Linked DNA regions of Sus scrofa: region 1 is linked to region 2. Evidence: chromatin contacts called from public HiChIP or PLAC-seq data. All regions are on one chromosome and are shown on one strand. The core of a region is the stretch at or near the end of the contact, and the rest is flanking DNA. Distances in the headings are between cores, read along the strand shown.

What was found. HiChIP or PLAC-seq counts read pairs in DNA pulled down with a chosen protein or histone mark.
Region 1: an H3K27ac HiChIP or PLAC-seq map of skeletal muscle shows a contact between it and region 2, with 2.8 times the contacts expected there. The contact joins two enhancer-like sites. A contact is called at or near these places in 2 of 2 datasets of contacts at active chromatin or transcription factors (alveolar macrophages and skeletal muscle).

Annotation. Positions count from the first base shown.
Region 1 is chr1:271,518,684-271,524,848 of Sscrofa11.1, reverse strand. The region is part of intron 13 of RAPGEF1 (rap guanine nucleotide exchange factor 1); the gene reads left to right. Among named protein-coding and RNA genes, the nearest start is that of UCK1, 68 kb to the right of the region's middle. Within about 2 kb of position 3,593, at least 29 of the 83 cell types and tissues checked have an H3K27ac peak or open chromatin away from gene starts, as enhancers often do. A contact at or near this core is called in skeletal muscle, where this site is marked.
Region 2 is chr1:271,324,357-271,330,320 of Sscrofa11.1, reverse strand. No RefSeq gene overlaps it. Among named protein-coding and RNA genes, the nearest start is that of PRRC2B, 9.4 kb to the left of the region's middle. Within about 2 kb of position 1,855, at least 7 of the 83 cell types and tissues checked have an H3K27ac peak or open chromatin away from gene starts, as enhancers often do. A contact at or near this core is called in skeletal muscle, where this site is marked.

The sequences.
Region 1 (6,165 bases), core at 2,344-4,843, 190 kb before region 2:
TCATCCAGCAGCCGGATGCTGGCTCGTGGCCTGATGGCCTCTCTCCATTCCCAAGAGGCAGCTGTGCTGATGCCGGGCTGTGCCGAGAGCCCGCTTCGTCCTCATGTTCCTTGCCTGCTGAGCCAGGCAGGCTGCTGGCTCTGTGACCCCAGACGTCGCAGGCAGCTGCTGTCCGCTGGGCCCTTGAAATAGGATTTGCTCCTTGGTAGGTTCGCCCTGTGCTTTCCCGCCCTTCTCACTGACTCAGGGCGCTTGTGTGGCCAGCATGTCCCTCAAGTGTGATGTCCAAATTCACTGCCACTCTGAGCCCAGACACAACTTTGGTGGGGGTGGGGGGTACAGACAGACCAGCACCCCCTCTGGGTTTCTGCTGCCTTCGGGCCAGAGAGTGGAAGCGGGCCTTTGCGTTTGTGTCAAGCCCCTGCCCTTGGGGTTCCCACCTGTGTCAGGGGTCAGCCTGCCTTGCCCTGCCTGGCCGCCAGCACGGGCCCTGCAGGGAGGCAGGGCTGGCCCATCCAGTAGCAGGACCAAGCAAGGACCCTTGCCCATTCTGGCTTGGCCGTTTGTTCCCCTCCCGTCTAAAGGCTTCGGAGCGACAGTGTCCTTGTCGTTGATGCTCTCAGCTGCGGGATGGCTGGTGCTCTGAGGCCAGCTTCAGACTCAGGGACTTCACTTTGGCCCTTCCTGCAGATGTGCGTCTGGCTCAGTCCATGATGGCCCAAACGCCAGGCACCAGAAGGCCCCCTGGTCCTTGTGAAGGTCCCGTGTGATGTGAGCCGTAAGGGTGCTGTCCGCACACTGACAGTTGCCTTTACTTTCATGTCTTCAAGCTGCTTGTCGACTTCTTCCTGCCCTGTGACGAATGCTGACTCCCATTCCAGGCGCGGAGAAACCAGAATAGAGAAGCTGAGCCGTTTGCTCAGCGTTTTAAGGTAGAGCTAAGGTTAGAGGCCAGGTCCTCAACATGAAAACTACAGCCTTCGGGCGACATTTGTGAATTGGTTAATGACTGGGAACGTGGAGCCCTGCGTGGGCTGGTGGACAGGAAAGCCGTGCCTGGGCTGGACATTGAGAGGGTGGCTTTTGTCCTCTGTGTTCTGAGGCGCTACGGAGTCTAGCTACAGGCTGTAAATAAGTGCTAAGAATACGTGTAATTAGAGCCTCTGTTGTGCTGGTCAATCCGGAGAGTAAACATGGTTGAGTCAGATTTCTAGAACTGAATTCAAATCATCTTGGAATCAGTACTCAGTCTTCCCTGTGAAGAGTTGTTGTGATTAAGGTTAATATTTAATGAATACACAGAGCATCTCAAAGTGTATTGGAGATTCTTACACAGGTATAATTAGCCACAAAAGCATTGACCAAAAATAGAGTGTTTTTAAGGAAGAACTTGTGATTCGGCTCGCAGAACTATGTAATGAGAAGAGAGAGAGTCAGTTTCTGCTTTCACCTGTCCTGCAGTTCTCCTGAGCAAAACATTTCTGTTCTTGTGCATCCTCTGTTGGAAAATTACTAGTCTGAGTTTGAAATGGGTTGCAGCAGCGGCCTCAGAATCTGCCACTTGGCTTTGGAAGCTCATCTTTTGACACGATCTGAAACGTAGTTGTCGTGAATGAAGACAAGCACGTCCAAGAAGGAAGTTGCCTGTGGGCCTAAGACAGGCCCACAGGATGGCTTACTTGGGACCAGGAAGCAGAGAGGAGACAGCGGTCTTCAGTCCCGTTTGCCACGTGGAGTGACAAGGAAGGTTGTCATGGGTTCGTCCTGGTGACCCAGGAGTGACCGCGTCCCATCTCTCTGAGAACCAAATCAGATGTGGTTCTTTCCAGGAGGTTCCTTCCCAAGAAATCGTGGCAGGTGTGTGTTTTTTGCAGTGGCTGAAAGTGTACTTCCTTCCAAGAGAAATAACTGAAGCCCCGTGTTGTGTCGACACTTGCGGGCCTTGGTTGGAGGAGGCGTCCTGTGTGCCCAGGACCAGTGCTGGCCCTGCAGAGGGGAAGAAGGGCCACACTGCCTGAAACAGCACTTCCCTGGAGGGCGCTTTCTCACAGATGGTGGACGAAAATGCATGCCCCCAAACCAGCTGTCCAGTCGCTTCTCTGTTTTGCTAAGTAGCATCCAAACACATGGAAGTCCTGAGCCTTGCTGAGCCGGGAGTTTCCAGCAGCGCTGAGCTCTGGCACCTTCTCTACTGCCCGCACACTTCCCGCCACACGAAGTCCATTGACCCAAACGAGCGTTTCCGCACAATCGGCAGAACCGAAATTTCTTCGAGCTTGGAGCCCAGGTCACTGTGGAGTTGCGTTCCAGTCACGGTGCTCTGGCCGTGGCCGCAGCCCTCAGCTGCTGGCTCGCCGGCTGCCGCCTCTGGCACCCCCGCCTTCCGCTAAGCAGAGGAACCCGGTGACGGTCCTCAGATTGAGGAATCTGACTCTGGTGCTTTCCCGCCAGCACAGAACAGGGCCCATCCCTGGTCACTTTTCCGCCCGGGATACCGGGGAAAGGAAGGAAAGCGGTGCCCCGGCTTTGAGGGCGGCTTTGCGTTTAGCATGTGAACGGCCGCGAGGCACGTGCCTTCTCGTCCTTTGCACCCGGAAAGTGGTTCTTTCAAGTGCGTGTTTTCAAAAGAACAGGCTGCCGGTTCCTGTGTCTCACAGGAGGGCGGGTCTTTTCTCTGCATCTCTGGCTTGTGTGTCAAGCCGTGGCCGACCGCCTGTTGCAGGCGGGCCATCAGAACCCTCCGCTGAGGCCATTTTGAGTGGAGGTGGCCGGCCGGATGCTGCAGGGCTGCGAGATGGCCTGCTCAGGGCCCGGCACGGCCCAGAACACTCAGTGAGTGTGAGCTGGTCCTCCCGGCACTGTCTCTCAGGAGCCGAGCCAAGTGTTGCTGGGTACATGGCTCACCTTCCCTGCCCCTTCGCCTTGGGGACGGGATGGCCACAGCACTTGCTGCAGACAAGCTGAGTCAGCGCCTCACCTGACCAGCAGGAAGCACTCAGTAGCGTAGCTGTCACCATCAGCATCACCGTTATGAGGTGGTTCTTGCTGGCACTTTGATAGCAGTGTGATCAGGGCTGACACTGGGGGCAGGTACCCCCTCTTCTCACTGCTCTCCTCCCCAGGAACTCGCTCCAGCGCTCCACTCTCCCGACAGGCAGCCCCTCCTGTTATAAAGTCCTCAGCCCAAACAGTCTTACTCTGGCTATAAATAAAAATTCCTGCTGCAGAGTGCAACAGCTCTCTGTCAGAAGCAAAGCCGGGCACCAGCCAGTCCTAAAATAAACTCCAGGCTTCGGTGAAGTGGTGTTTCTGTTCGGTGGCCAGCCCCGCTTCTCTCCCTGCCCGTATGAATAAATATGACCTTAAAAGCCTGGAAATAATGCCCTGGACTTGTTGACCCTGGCACGGCGGGAGCCACGCTGCAACCCGCCCCTCTGCAGAGCCGTGAGGAGTCGCTTTGCGGCGATTAGAGGGCCGCTCCTGCCTCCGGAAGGTGTCTTTCCAGCCTGGCTCTTGTCCCAGCAAGACTGCATAGCTTGAATGCCACAGCGCTTTACAGGCCTGCTGTTGCCGAGGAGGGCGGCGGGGCAGCCAGGACACTTTGTCCAAGAGACGCCGGCGCTCCTTCCCTCTCCTTGGGGGCTGCCCGCTCCTCTGCAGCCCAGGCCTTTGGCAGCGTCCCTGAGCCCCCTCTCCCACCCCTGCACCGGGCAGGCCTGCGCCTGGACAGCAAGACGAGCTGGTCCATGAGCCTCCACACCCGAAACGGAGGCGCCACTGAGTCAGGAGGTTTCCTAGGTGCTCCGGTTAATAACAGCCTTAGAAGCCATTCCTCAGTGCTTCCTCATTCAGTACATATGTATCGAATTAATTAAATGCCCCAGCTCTGTTTTCAGAGGAGTTCCTGGGGGTAGTTCGGAGGACAAAAGAGAGTAGCTGACAGTCACTGCTTGTCACTCGCCAGGACGTCTCAGTGAATCCACCCAAAGACCTTGTGAGAAATCCATCCCCGTTTTAAGTGATCAGGGTTTTTTTTGTTTTTAATTGTAGTTGACTTACAGTGTTCTGTCCATTTCTGCTGTCAAGTGAAATTTGACATATAATAGACATTTTTCCTCACATTATCCTCCATCATGCTCCATCACAAGTGTCCCCTGTGCTGTGCAGCAGGATCTCATTGCTTACTTACCCCTCCAAATGCTATCATCTGCATCTTCTAACCCCAGACTCCCAGTCCGCCCCACTCCCTCCCCATGCCCCCCTCGGCCACCGTAAGTCTGTTTCTCCAAGTCCACGAGCTTTTTTCTTTTCTGTAGACTGATTCGTTTGTGCCATATATTAGATTCCAGACACAAGTGATATCTTATGGTATCTGTCTTTCTCTTTCTGACTTACTTCACTCAGTATGAGTCTCTAGTTCAATCCATGTTGCTGCAATGGCATTATTTTGGTTTTTTATGGCTGAGTAGTATTCCATTGTGTATATGTACCATATCTTCTTAATCTGTTCATCTGTCAGTGGGCATTTGGGTTATTTCCATGTCTCGGCTATCGTGAATAGAGCTGCAATGAACATGTGGGTGCATGTATCTTTTTAATGGAAGTTTTGTCCAGATAAATGCCCAGGAGTGGGATTGCTGGATCATACAGCAGTTCTATATTTAGCTTTCTGAGGTTCCTCCATACTGTTCTCCATAGCGGTTGTACCAATTTACATTCCCACCAACAGTGCAGGAGGGTTCCCTCTCCTCCACACCCTCTCCACATTTGTTCTTTGTGGATTTATTAATGATGGCCATTCTGACAGGTGTGAGGTGGTATCTCGTAGTTTTGATTTGCATTTCTCTAATAATCAGTGATGTAGCGTTTTTTCAAGTGCTTTCTTTGGAGAAATGTCTATTTGGGTCTTCTGCCCATTTTTCTTTTTTTTCTTTCTTTTTTTTTTTTTTGTCTTTTTAGGGTCACATCTGAGGCAGATGGAAGTTTCCATCTCGGGTTTGAATCAGAGCTGTAGCCACCAGCCTACACCACAGCCATAGCAACGCGGGATCTGAGCTGAGCCACGTCTGCAACCTACACCACAGCTCACAGCAACGCTGGATCCTTAAACCACTGAGCAAGGCCAGGGATCAAACCTGCGTCCTCACGGATGCTAGTCTGATTCATTTCTGCTGAGCCACGACGGGAACCCATTGCCTATTTTTCAGTTGGGTTGTTTGTTTTTTTGCTGTTAAATTGTATGAGTTGTTTGTATATTTTGGAGATTAAGCCCTTGTCGGTTGCATCATTTGATACTATTTTCTCCCATTCATCCCCATTTTAAAGAGGAAAAGACTGGGGCTCAAGAACTTAACATCACCTGCCCACGGTTACACAGGGAGAGAGCCCAGGACCCGAGCCCAGGTCTGTGTTCCTTGAGAGCGTGCCCTCTCAGCTGTTGTCCCATCTCCCGGGAAAGGCAGCTGCAGTGTGGAGTCTGCCGCCCCACGAGCTAGTATCAGGTGTGATCCATTGTGCGTACATGCTTGCATGCATGAGTGTGTGTGTGTGTGTGTGTGTATGAGAGAGAGAGTCACATGCTTGGTTCCTGCAGGGCCTGCTTAAGTGCTCAGGGGGGCAGGAGGGGGGTCAGTGAGGACTCGTCAAGCCCTCAGAGTTGGCACTTGTCTTAGTTCGCTCACGCAGCTGAAACAATACCATCGACTGGACTGCTTGTAACAAGTTCATTGCTCACAGCTCTGGGGGTGGGAAGTCAAGACCAGGGTGCCAGCTCGGTTGGGTGAGGGCCTTCTTCTTGGTCATAGACACTCAGTGATCTTCATGCGGCAGGAGGGCGAGGCACCCTTCTGGGGCCCAGACCCCACTGGGGAGAGCTTTTAAAGACTTCCCAAGGCCCCTCCAAACACTGTCATCCCTGGCGGTTAGGATTTCGGCACGAGTTGGGGCAGGGAGACACAAACACTCCAACCACAGCAGCACCGAGCGTGAATCTTAAACTAGGCAGATTCCTGACCAGAGGGGAGTGTCTCTCAGCAGGTCCTGTGGCAGCACCTTCCTGCCGGGGGTGAGCATCTGACAGGTCCGACAACTGGGCTTTCATGGGGGACCGCAGCCACTGTCCCAACAGGGTGGCGTGGAGGGGTCCCTCAGAGTGGCCTCTCGGGA
Region 2 (5,964 bases), core at 606-3,105:
GGTAGATCCCGCCCCACTTTGGTGGAGGGAGCGGCATTTGCATTCGGGAAAGGGAATGTTGGTGACATTATTTGTAGATCCTCTTCCTGGCTCTCAGGGCTTCTTGTTTTCCCCCACCAGTGCCTTATCTAAACCTCCACGCTTTCTGTCTAACGAAGACACTCCATCCAGCTGCAAAAAAATATTTATGGAGTTCCCGTCGTGGCTCAGTGGTTAACAAATCCACCTAGGAACCATGAGGTTGTGGGTTCGATCCCTGGCCTTACTCAGTAGGTTAAGGATCCGGCGTTGCCGTGAGCTGTGGTGTAGGTCGAAGATGCGGCTTGGATCCCACATTGCTGTGGCTCTGGTGTAGGCCAGTGGCTACAACTCTGATTGGACCCCTAGCCTGGGAACCTCCATATGCTGCTGGAGCAGCCCAAGAAATGGCAAAAAGACAAAAACAAACAAACAAACAAAAAAAACACTGAGTAGTTTACGGAGTTCCCGTCGTGGCGCAGTGGTTAACGAATCCGACTAGGAACCAAGAGGTTGCGGGTTCGGTCCCTGCCCCTGCTCAGTGGGTTAACGATCCGGCATTGCCGTGAGCTGTGGTGTAGGTTGCAGACGCGGCTCGGATCCCGCGTTGCTGTGGCTCTGGCGTAGGCCGGTGGCTACAGCTCCGATTCAACCCCTAGCCTGGGAACCTCCATATGCCACGGGAGCGGCCCAAGAAATAGCAACAACAACAAAAGACAAAAGACAAAAAAAAAAAAAAAAAAAAAAAAAATTTACTGAGATCTATAGTGGTAAGGCTGGCCAGGATACTGAGAAATGGCAAGATGAAAAAGAAATCATTCCTCTGTTCAAGAATCTCTCAAGGGGCATAAAAAACCAAACAACAGGAGTTCCTGTCGTGGCTCAGTGGGTTAACGAATCCGACTAGGAACCATGAGGTTTCGGGCTCAGTCCCTGGCCTTGCTCAGTGGGTTAGGGATCCGGCGTTGCCGTGAGCTGTGGTGTAGGTTGCAGTCGTGGCTCGGATCCTGCGTTGCTGCGGTTCTGGCGTAGGCCGGTCTTTTTGTGTTTTTAGGGCCACCCCCACAGCATATGGAGGTTTCCAGGCTAGGGGGCTAATCAGAGCTGTAGCCGCCAGCCTACACCACAGCCACAGTGATGCCAGATCTGAGTCACATCTGTGACCTACACCACAGCTCACGGCAATGCCAGATGGATCCTTAACCCATCTGAGTGAGGCCAGAGATTGAACCCGCTGCCTCATGGTTCCTAGTCGGATTCATTCCCACCACAACGGGAACGCCAAGAAATAGTGATTTTATTTGGAAAGCCAGCAGTTGGAGAAGGTGGCGTCCCAAAGAACCATCTTGCCTGAGTTGAATTCAGGCTTCTTTGATCCTAAAAGGGGAGAGAGTAAAGTCAAACATTTCCTGGCTCCCATCAGTCTCCGGAGGGGATGTGCTAATTTCCTCCTTCCCGCGGTCATTCACAGGTGGTCTTGGTCAGGATGTTTCCTGTAAGCTCAACAAAGGTCTTTTAGCTGAATGCTCACTGCCTGGGAAGCAGGGTTCCTGGAGATGGGCCACTGTGTATAATTTAAGCTTATAGGCAACATCCCTCTGGTGATTGAAGCATAATCGAATACAAAGGTTTTTCCTTGTTACCCAGCAATGGGCCTGAGGTGGGTCTGAATCATCCAGGGCCTTGTTATGACCTGGTCGGCAGGAGACTGTGGGCCACAGGCCCACCGCTAGCTTGCAATACGATCCAGGGTTGGGAGCCCTATAGCCTGTGTAGTGATCTTGTGTGCCAGGATTCCTGGATGGGCCTGCTTTCATAGTCTCTGCACCTGTTCTCTAAAAGGCAACTGTACTAATGACAGAGAGCATGAGTCACAATTACAGTTCAGAAAATGCGGTCACTTTAACGGGAGGGGAAAAAAAAATCATAGTCCAGGGAAAAATTGGTTCCACCTGGGGAGGCCAAGGGAGGCTTCCTGGTGCAGGTGCTTTTGATATCAGGCTTTGAAGGAAGAGTGGAGTTTAATCAGAGGAGACCAGGGAAGAACACTCCAGATGGAGGGACCAGCTTGAACAAAGACCCAGAGCTGGGAGCATCTGGGCATTGGGAGGGGACCACGGGCTGGCTGTTGGCCATTGGAAAAGTGGCCGCATCCCAGGGAACGTGCGTTCTGGCAGGAATAGAGCCTTGAGCTAAAAATATGACACGGGTCTGAACAGGCAGCAAGGGGCCCTGCAGAGAGCTTGGTGCCCACACCAGGGTGGGCAATCTGAGTCTCAGCACCTGACGTATGTGGACTAAAAGCAAGGTCACTTTTGAGGGGCTCATGACAAAGGAAGCGCAGCGCAGGGAGTGCTGGAAATTCCTCTCCCCATCACACCTGAATCTTGGGAAGTTGCCCTTGATTTTCGCTGAGGAGAAAGACTCAAGAGAGGGAAATTGCTGGAGTTCCTGTCATTGGGCTCAGTGGTTAACGAATCCGACTAGGAACCATGAGGTTGTGGGTTCGATCCCTGGCCTTGTTCAGTGGGTTAAGGATCTGGTGTTGCTGTGAGCTGTGGTGTAGTCGCAGACACAGCTCAGACCTGGCGTTGCTGTGGCTGTGGTGTAGGCTGGCGGCTACAATTCTGATTAGACCCCTAGCCTGGGAACCTCCATATGCTGCAGGAGCGGCCCTAGAAAAGGCAAAAAGACAAAAAAAAAAAAAAAAAAAAAAAAAAGAGAGAGAGAGGGAAATTGCCAAGACTGGGGAATAAAAAGAAATGTGAGAATAAGATTGGTACCTTCAGGAGTTCCCACTGTGGCACAGTGAGTTTAAAATGCTGAAGCCAGGTTCAATCCCTGGCCCAGGAACTTCCATGTGCCTTGGGTGTGGCCATAAAAAAGAAAAAAAAAAAAAAACTTGGCAACTCTGCCTGAGAAAAGGCAATGAAAAATTATTGAGGGATAGGTCTTGGGAAGGGAAAGGGAAGAAGTTCGCAGAGGAGACTCCTAGATGAAGGCCAGGGAGGAGTTCCCGTTGCGGCTCAGTGGTAACAAACCCAACTAGAATCCATGAGGATGTGCGTTCCATCCCCATCCCTGGCCTCGCTCAGTGGGTCAAGGACTCGCATTGCCGTGAGCCATGGTGTAGGTTGCAGAGGCAGCTGGGATATCAAGTTGCCCGTGGCTGTGGTGTAGGCTGGCAACTGCAGCTCTGAATCCAGCCGAAGCCTGGGAACCTCCACATGCCGTGGGTGCAGCCCTAAAACGAAGAAAAAAATAATAAGAAATAAAGGTGAGGGATGCTGAGTGCCAGGAAGTCATCCTACCTGCCCCTCTCTGTGCCAGTGGCAAATCCCCCAACTGTGGTCCTCCTTCCCAAAGAGCCTCTTCAGAATCATCCTCAACATGCAGCCGTACCCTCGGTGGGTTAAGGACCCAGGGTTGTCACTGCCGTGTGGGTTTGATCCCTGGCCCAGGAACTTCCACATGCCAGGGGCAGGGCCAAAAAAGGAAAGGAAACAAACAAATGCGGAGCCAAACCAACTAATGGAGCTGAAACATGCGGTGGCGGTGAGGATAAATGTAGAGGAAAGTTATTGGCAGGAGAATTGAGGAACCAGGTCTTGCCCGCTGGGGCAGTATCCCAGAAATATGAGATCTCAGAATCCATCTTTCTATCAAGAAAGGGAGACGACAACCCACAGGTGGGAAGAAATATTTGCAAACCCTCTATCTGATAAGGGTCTAACATCCAGAATATATAAAGATCACTTACAACTCAGTAACAAGAAACAACCCCATGGGGAGTTCCCTTCATGCCTCGGTGGTTAACAAACCTGAACCCGACTAGGATCCATGAGGATGCGGGTTCTATCCCTGGCCTCACTCAGTGGGTTAAGGATCCGGTGTTGCTGTGAGCCGTGGTTGTAAGTTGAAGATGAATCTTGGATCCCTCATTGCTGTGGCTGTGGTGGAGGCTGGCAGCTGCAGCTCCAATTCGAACCCTAGCCTGGGAACTTCCATGTGCCATGGGTGCAGTGCTAAAAAACAAAACAAAAAACCAACCCCATGAAAAAGTGAGCGAAGGACGTGAATAGATATTTAGCCAAAAAGATATACAAATAGCCAACAGACATCTGAAAAGATGCTCAAGATCATTAGCTATTGTGAAAATGCAAAGAAAAAACCACGGTGAGACACAACTTCATACCCACTAGGATGGCTGAATGGAAAATAACCAGTGCTGGCAAGGATGGAGTGACACTGCAATACTCATACACTGCAGGTGGGAATGTAACATGGTGCAGCTGCTGTATAAAATCGTATGGAAGTTCCCAGGCTAGGGGTCCAATCGGAGCTATAGCTGCCAGCCACAGCCACGCCAGATCCAAGCTGCGTCTGCAACCTACACCACAGCCCACGGCAACACTGGCCCCCCCAACCCACTGAGTGAAGCCAGGGGTCGAACCTGCATCCTTATTGATACTAGTCAGATTCGTTTCCCCTGTGCCAGGATGGGAACCCCCGGACCCAGCAATTCTGTTCCCAGGTATTTCCCTAAAAGAGTGGAAACTGGATGTTCAAACAAAAACTTATACATGAATGTTCATAGCAGCCTTACTCGCAACAGCCAAAAGGTAGAACCAACCCAAGGGCCCTACTCCTTTGCTTGAGGAGTAGATAAACAAAATGTGGTCAATTCAGGCTGATATATAATTTAACCATGAAAAGGAAAGTACTGTTACATGAACCTTGAACATATTATGCTAAGAAGCTAGATGCAAAGGACCACGTAATACATGATTCCATTTATAGGAAATATCCACAATAGGCAAATCCATAGATGGAAAGCAGATGCGTGCTTGCCAGGAGCTGGGAGGAAGAGGGATGGGGGAGAGTGACTGCTCTAATAGGTGGGGGATTTCCTTTTGGGGATGATGAAACAGCTCTGGAACTAGTTTTTGTTGTTGTTGTTGTTTTTTGTCTTTTTGTTGTTTTAGGGCCAAACCCACAGCACGTGGAGGTTCCTAGGCTAGGGGTCACTTCGGAAGCCACAGCTGCCAGCCTACACCACAGCCACAGCAATGCCAGATCTGAGCCTTGTCTTCGACCTACACCACAGCTCATGCAACGCAGGATCCTTATCCCACTGAGCGAGGCCAGGGATTGAACCCCCATCCTCATGGATGCTAGTTGGGTTCATTAACTGCTGAGCCACACCGGGAACTCCAGTTCTGGAACTAGATGGGTGTGATAGTTATATACAACATTGTAAGTGGACTAAATGCCACGGAATTGCACACTCTCAAGTAGTTAAAATGTTAAATTTTGTTATATGTATTTGACCGCAATAAAAATAATCTAATTTGAGGAGTTTCTCTGTGGCACAGCAGGTCAAGGATCCAGAGATGTCATTGCAGCGGCTCAATCCCCAGACCGTGGCAGCGGATTAAAGGATCCAGCGTTGCTGCAGCTGTGGTGTAGGTCACAGCTGTGGCTTGGATTCAGTCTATGGCTCCAGAACTTCCATATGTCGCGAGTGTGGCCCTTATAAAAACAAAATGAGGGACAGTGATGATGGTTGGCGCCTTTTCACAAGGGCTGGGTATACCGGTCTTTATCGTCCCAGGGGAGGAAGAGACAGAAACAACAGCAAGAGGAGGAAGAATGTCTTAGCGGGGCCCAGGTGTGGAATCTAAAACACAGCAGAATAATGAGACTATTGGGCTTCCCTGGGCTGGGTCCCCACAGGTCGGGGGCCACACCTGCAAAAGTTCTTCCGGAGTGGCTAGGACTGGCTTTTCCCCAAGAGGCTGCGCTGAATCACTCTGGAGGTTGCTCCTCTCCTTTGCAGGGGAGGCAACAACCAGTGAAACCCCAGTTGTTAGTCTTGCCAGGTGATCATTAATGCCCCAGGCCAAGCTCCCTGGGCTTCCGGAATATGATCTGGCCCCTAAGGAC